Regions from separate parts of the Sus scrofa genome. Here region 2 is linked to region 1. The links are chromatin contacts, called in public HiChIP or PLAC-seq maps. All regions are on one chromosome and are shown on one strand. Each heading gives the region's core, a stretch centred on a gene start, on an enhancer-like site or on the middle of the called end of the contact. The rest is flanking DNA. Distances are from core to core; before and after follow the strand shown. Region 1 holds the start of CCDC6 (coiled-coil domain-containing protein 6). Region 2 overlaps CCDC6 (coiled-coil domain-containing protein 6).

Region 1 (2,726 bases), core at 140-2,639:
CACCCCGCCCCCCAGCCACGCCGCCGACCTCCAGCTCTGCCCAAGAGGGGCCTCCTCCCCAGAAGCGACAAGGGAACGTGGGTGGCGGTCCCAGCAGCCTCCTCCCGCACCCCGCGAGGGGCCTGGACCCCCGGGGAGGGCAGACCCGAGCGGCCCCGAAGGGACACCTCCCTCTCCCCCACCCTCCCGGGCCGGCAGGTCTTGGCAGGGAGCTTGCTCGCTGCGGGTCCTCGAGAGCCTGGGAGAAGTCCGGGGGACTGCCCGGGGTGGGGTGCAGCCTCTCCCCGGGGCGGGAGGAGGTCGCCCGCTGCCGCGCGCCCCCCGGGAGGGGGGGTGCACTCACGATGGTCACGCTGGCTTTGCGCAGGTCGCGGTTCTCCTCCTGCAGCGCCTTGCACTTGAGTTTGTAGGTCTCCAGCTCAATCTTGAGCACCTTGTTCTCCTGCTGCAGCGAAGCCAGGCGGTTGGTGAGCTCCTCCAGGCGGAACGGCGAGATGACAATGCCCCCCGATTTTCCCCCGCCGCCGCCGCCGCCTCCGCCTCCCCCGCCGCCGCCACCGCCGCCCGAGGTCGACGAGCAAGACGACTGCATGGCTGCCGAGCTGCCGCTGTTGCCCCCCGCCCCGTCCGTGTCGCTCTCGCTGGCGCTGTCCGCCATGACCGCGGCGGGCTGGGGAGACAACCAGGAGGAGGAGCGGGGAGGCGGCGGCGGCGAAGGCTGGGCTGCAAATGAGTGGGCGCCGGGCGAGCACAGGGGAGCGCCGATCTGGGCGCCTGGCACCAGGGCGCAGACTCCGAACGGCGGCAAGAGAAAGAGAGGGAGCTTCCCGCTGCCAAGGGACCTCCTCTGCCAGAGAACAGAGACCCCGCCCGGGCTCGGGCAGTATTGCACTGGGGCTCGCTCCAGCCGGGCCTGGCGCGCTCGCTTAGGCCGCCCAGCAAAGCAGGCCGAAAAGCTCCGAGACCCGCCTGCCGCCGCCGTCAGCCTTCTGGCGTCCGCCGGCGGGCTGGGGACGCGCGGGGCGGGCCGGTGCCTGCCGACCAGGTCAGCCTCCGCACCAGCTGCTCCCCCGCCACACGTGTTCAGAGGGAGGGCCTCCCACCTCTCTCTGCCCTAAGCCCGCCGCCGCCCAGCCTCTTCCGGGCTCGCGCCCGCTCCTGGGAAAAGGAAACCTAATGCCCCACTAGCCTCGCAGGTGCTGAGGACACGTGGAAAGGTCAGCCCGGCTCCGGCACCCAGCCCCAGCCGAGTTGTGGCCCCATCTTCTGGCGACTGTTGTGTGCTCCTGTCTCCCTCTGTCTGCTTCAAACACAGACGCAGCCCTTTTAGTTGGATCTCAGCGAGCTTGCCTAGGAAGGTTTGGAGAGCGTTCACAGAACGTTAAGTTCCTCTGCAAGGAGCCAAGGAGGGCGACGCGACAGCACCCACAGGTTAACCTCCTTAAGAAAAAAATTGCAGGAGAGACAATGTCTTTTCTCCTCCTCCTAATCATCTCGTAAACCACACTGTGCTCAATTGTTTAAACAAGGTGCAAGGTTTTTTTCCTTTTCTCTCCGTATCTTGCAGACAATGCCAGGACCTGTCGTGCAGTAGGATTAAGACAGTAACATTTATCTAATCCAAAAGAAAAAAAGATAAACACTTTTTGTGGATTAAAATATCCCTTTAAGTGCCAACTTTCCAAAGTAACTGCGGACAGAGCATTATGCTATACAAATAGTGATTAAGTGGAAATAGAACATGACCATCATTTGCCTTTACTATCATCTTGCCCACTCCTAGAAAACTTTAAGAAGTCAAAAAAAAAAAAAAAAATTACCCTACTGTGGTCTAATACAGGGTTTTAGTTTTGAAGCATAAGAAATGCAAGATCAAAACTTGTATTTCCCCTTTACCGTCCCAAACAAAGGCTTACAGGAAATTGGCCCAGCAGGTGAGGTGATTCTAAACACTTTACACTGTTGACACAAAACAGCTTTCACTTATGTATAAAAATCAGAAAATGAAACTGACCAGACTAGTTTTATTTTCCAAGCTTAGTCAACAGAAGAACAAACCTGGAAACAGGGGAAAAAAGTGTAAATTTTTTTTCTATTGCTTTGAACTTCTGGGAAAGTTTGTAATGTGTTAGGAAGGATAAAGAAGTGCTTTAATGATTTTTATTTCAACTCCTCCATTGTCTTTAAACCTAAATTTGACCTAATGATTACAGTGTTAATTCAACAGCTAATTCCTAACAGCAGGTACCTGGGAATAAACTAAAATGCCAAGGGTTCCAAATGACATCATCTTTTACCAAGATGGCTGCTTGCAGCAGACAGCTCCAAAATGCCAATGGCAATTAAACCCCAAATTTGTCCTAATTATTTAGTTTAGTACTAGAGGACTTCTGAACTCAGCCATTATTGGTGTAGCAGGAGAACAAAAAAAAAAGTTGACTTTACTCTTCAGAAACATATAGCCAATGTCAACAATTCTGTTAGAAGTGATCCAGTTTAGTATTCACTGAGACTTAACTCCTCTCCCTCACTTTTTCCTTTTGAGGATGTGCTACTTAAGACAAGCAGCTCCTCAGATTGGAAGTGGCTTCTGGAAATCTCACTTGCTGGGTGAAATGGAGGGGTAAAGCTAGCAGGGAGTCGTGCCACATGGGGAAACTCAGACTTAACAGCATTCTTTCCGCTTTACCCCAGCACCGTGATAGAATCTTAAGAGCCAGTCTGGC
Region 2 (2,762 bases), core at 148-2,647, 81 kb before region 1:
TCCTAGGTATGTACCCAAGAAAAATTAAAAGACATGTCCAGAGAAACGGTTGTTCATGAATGTTCACAGCAGCATTTCTCATGATAACCAAAAGGGTGAACAACCCAAATGTTCAACAAATGAAGAATGGAGACACAAAATGTGGTTGGTATATCCACAGCATGGAATATTATTTGGCCAGGAGAAGGAATGAAGTCCTCATCTGTCACACCATGGACAAAAATAGGATGCCACGTGAAAGAAGCCAGTCACAAAAGACCACACACTGCATGATTCCATTTATATGAAGCATCCAGAATAAGCAAATGCACAGAGAGAGCACAGTAGCAACTGCTTCAGGAGATCAGAGTCAAGTGACAGCTGAAAGGTACAGGCTTTCTTTTGGAGGTGATGAAAATGTCCTAAAAATCTATTCTGGTTATGGTTGCACAACTCTGCAAATAGGCTAAAAGCCATCACATCCTACACTTGAAATGGGTGATTTGTATGGTTGGTGAATTATGTCTCAATAATGCCCCTACCAAAATTAATTATTAATTAATTAAAAGATATGAGGCAGAGGAAACAGGTTCACATCTGGTTCTATTCAGGTCCAGTACAAAGGCCCCGAACCTATCCTACATGGCTTTTCAAAGTACAAATGAGAGCTCTTCAGTCACCTGTCCGAAACCACACTTCTAAAACACTTCCAACAAAGCAGTGTTAAGACACGCGACACACTGGGTAACTGCCTTGAGAGAGCTTTATTGTCACAAGAGCAAAGGTATGTATCACATATATACTGTACACATATGCATATATAATGCATAGTGACGTCCACACCTTGGCTCTTCTGATAATCATTTCAGGGTAGGATATATCATATAGATTATGACCTACAGTAAATACTATAATATAGATGATACTCCCATGAGATGGTCAGAAGAGAGGGCCAGATCCTATCCATGGAAATATGAAGAGATTTATTTTTACTGGTGGAAAAAACAAAAAACAAAAAACATTGCCCTTAGACCCTGACTTTTACTCATGGCAAAACAAAACATAGTGGAAAATCCCCGATGTCTAATCATCCTGGACACATCCAAAACAAAGAGAGGAAAGTTTTATGATAATATTAATGTCTCCATCTTATTTACATAGGAACTCGATATCCCAGCTCTGAAGGTTACCTCTAATTTAGGGCTTTGCAATTCACATTTCACCGTGGAAATCCATTTCTTGAGTGCAGGGGTCGAAAAATAAGCCTTACCATGGACTAAATCGCTAACGTGGGGAAAATGTTCATCTTGGACTTCATTTTACAGGGGTTTAGTGACTAAAGTCCCAAAGAGCCTTAAGACTGTGCAGCAGTTCATCCTCTCTCCCGGCGGCCCTAGGATGGCTTTCTGACTCTAGGCCACTACCTCCACCTTGTGGCCACAGCTAAACTGTGGGGGGAGGGGGGTCACAGCCCCAGTCCGCAAGTCTCCTTAGGAGATGGTGAACAAATATAAGACATAAGCTGTTTGAATCACTGACAGCCAGCAACGTGAAGGTTTTGACCAGGTGACACTCTTATAATGCCAACCACTGTGAGAACTGTACTCAGTCACTTGGTTAACTCTAGATTAACATGTACCAGTAACAAGATCTTGGTATGTCATGGACTCAAATAAGAATCTTCACAACTTTAATGTGAACTGAACTGGCTACCTGCTTATCCCGGAAATTAAACAGGTGAACTTCAGAACATAAATGTCTTTAAACTGGAGGGTGGGGGGTGGGGGTGGAGGAGCCTTCTAAATTTAGAAACTGCATCTGAATTCCAAAGATGAACAGTAAGAATAGATTACTCTGCATATGTATAAACTAGTCAACCCTTGGAAAGAGAACTTTTTGTTCTTTAGCCTATAAAGAATGGAAAAAATAAAGTCATTATTCATAGTCTTGGAAAACCCAGTATCATTCCACCCTTTGATATAGGGAGATACAAGAATAACACCAAAAACAAAAGTTCGTTTAACAAGAAGTACGGACTTCCTCTCAAACCTGATATTCCCATCATGGTTCATCTCAAATACAATGAGGAAAATATGAGGTCCTTGGGGTGATTCAAGAACCAGTCAGCCTGGACTAAGATGCCCAGCAAGATCTTAAAATTGGTATAAATGAGACAACTTTCCATGAAAGGCTTGGTCAAATCATCAAAAATGGCAATCAAGATCCAAATTACAAAGAGCTAAAAGATGTTAATACATGGAATTTTACATGGAAACCAGGCTCTTCTGACCTGGAACATAAATCAGCGTAGGGCAAAGCATTAGGGTCACTAGGCCAGAGATAACAGGTACTTCTGTCTGTCACACCAACTTGGATGGACTGGTATCGGCTGTCCAGTTCTGTGTGTTGGTGGATAAGGACCAGCATGGATGCCTGAGGCAAAGCCAATGCTCCAGCACTGTCTCCCAAAGGCAATGGTCAAAGGGCCTGTGCACTCTTATTACCTTCCCCCTTTTGTGCCTTTTTAAGCCTGCCAGTTCCTGATTGTAGTCCATGCTGCTCTGTTTACAAATGGAAAACATGGGCCCAGAGAAGTTGATGAAGTTAATGCAAGGTCATATAACTAGTCTGTGGTTGAACCAGGATGAGCAACGAAGTCTGTGATTCCGTATCTGTACCAACAAATTGAGCTGGACAAAGACAGGGTTGGTATAAGGTTGCTAGTATTTCAAAGAAGAAAAATGCTAGTTGTTCATTCTGAAGAATCCTTGAAAGAAAAGCTT

The links. HiChIP or PLAC-seq counts read pairs in DNA pulled down with a chosen protein or histone mark.
Region 2: a contact with region 1 is called in an H3K27ac HiChIP or PLAC-seq map of skeletal muscle, with 2.4 times the contacts expected there. The contact joins the enhancer-like site here to the promoter of CCDC6 in region 1. A contact is called at or near these places in 1 of 5 promoter capture datasets (fetal liver), 10 of 47 Hi-C or Micro-C datasets (alveolar macrophages, heart right ventricle, liver and 2 more) and 2 of 2 datasets of contacts at active chromatin or transcription factors (alveolar macrophages and skeletal muscle).

Annotation. Positions count from the first base shown.
Region 1 is chr14:63,298,636-63,301,361 of Sscrofa11.1, forward strand. CCDC6 (coiled-coil domain-containing protein 6) reads right to left here and starts at 1,390. Exons shown (of 9, transcript XM_001929282.5): 1 at 344-1,390. The coding sequence starts at 658.
Region 2 is chr14:63,217,839-63,220,600 of Sscrofa11.1, forward strand. The region is part of intron 3 of CCDC6 (coiled-coil domain-containing protein 6); the gene reads right to left. Among named protein-coding and RNA genes, the nearest start is that of MRLN, 66 kb to the left of the region's middle. Within about 2 kb of position 1,398, at least 3 of the 83 cell types and tissues checked have an H3K27ac peak or open chromatin away from gene starts, as enhancers often do. A contact at or near this core is called in skeletal muscle, where this site is marked.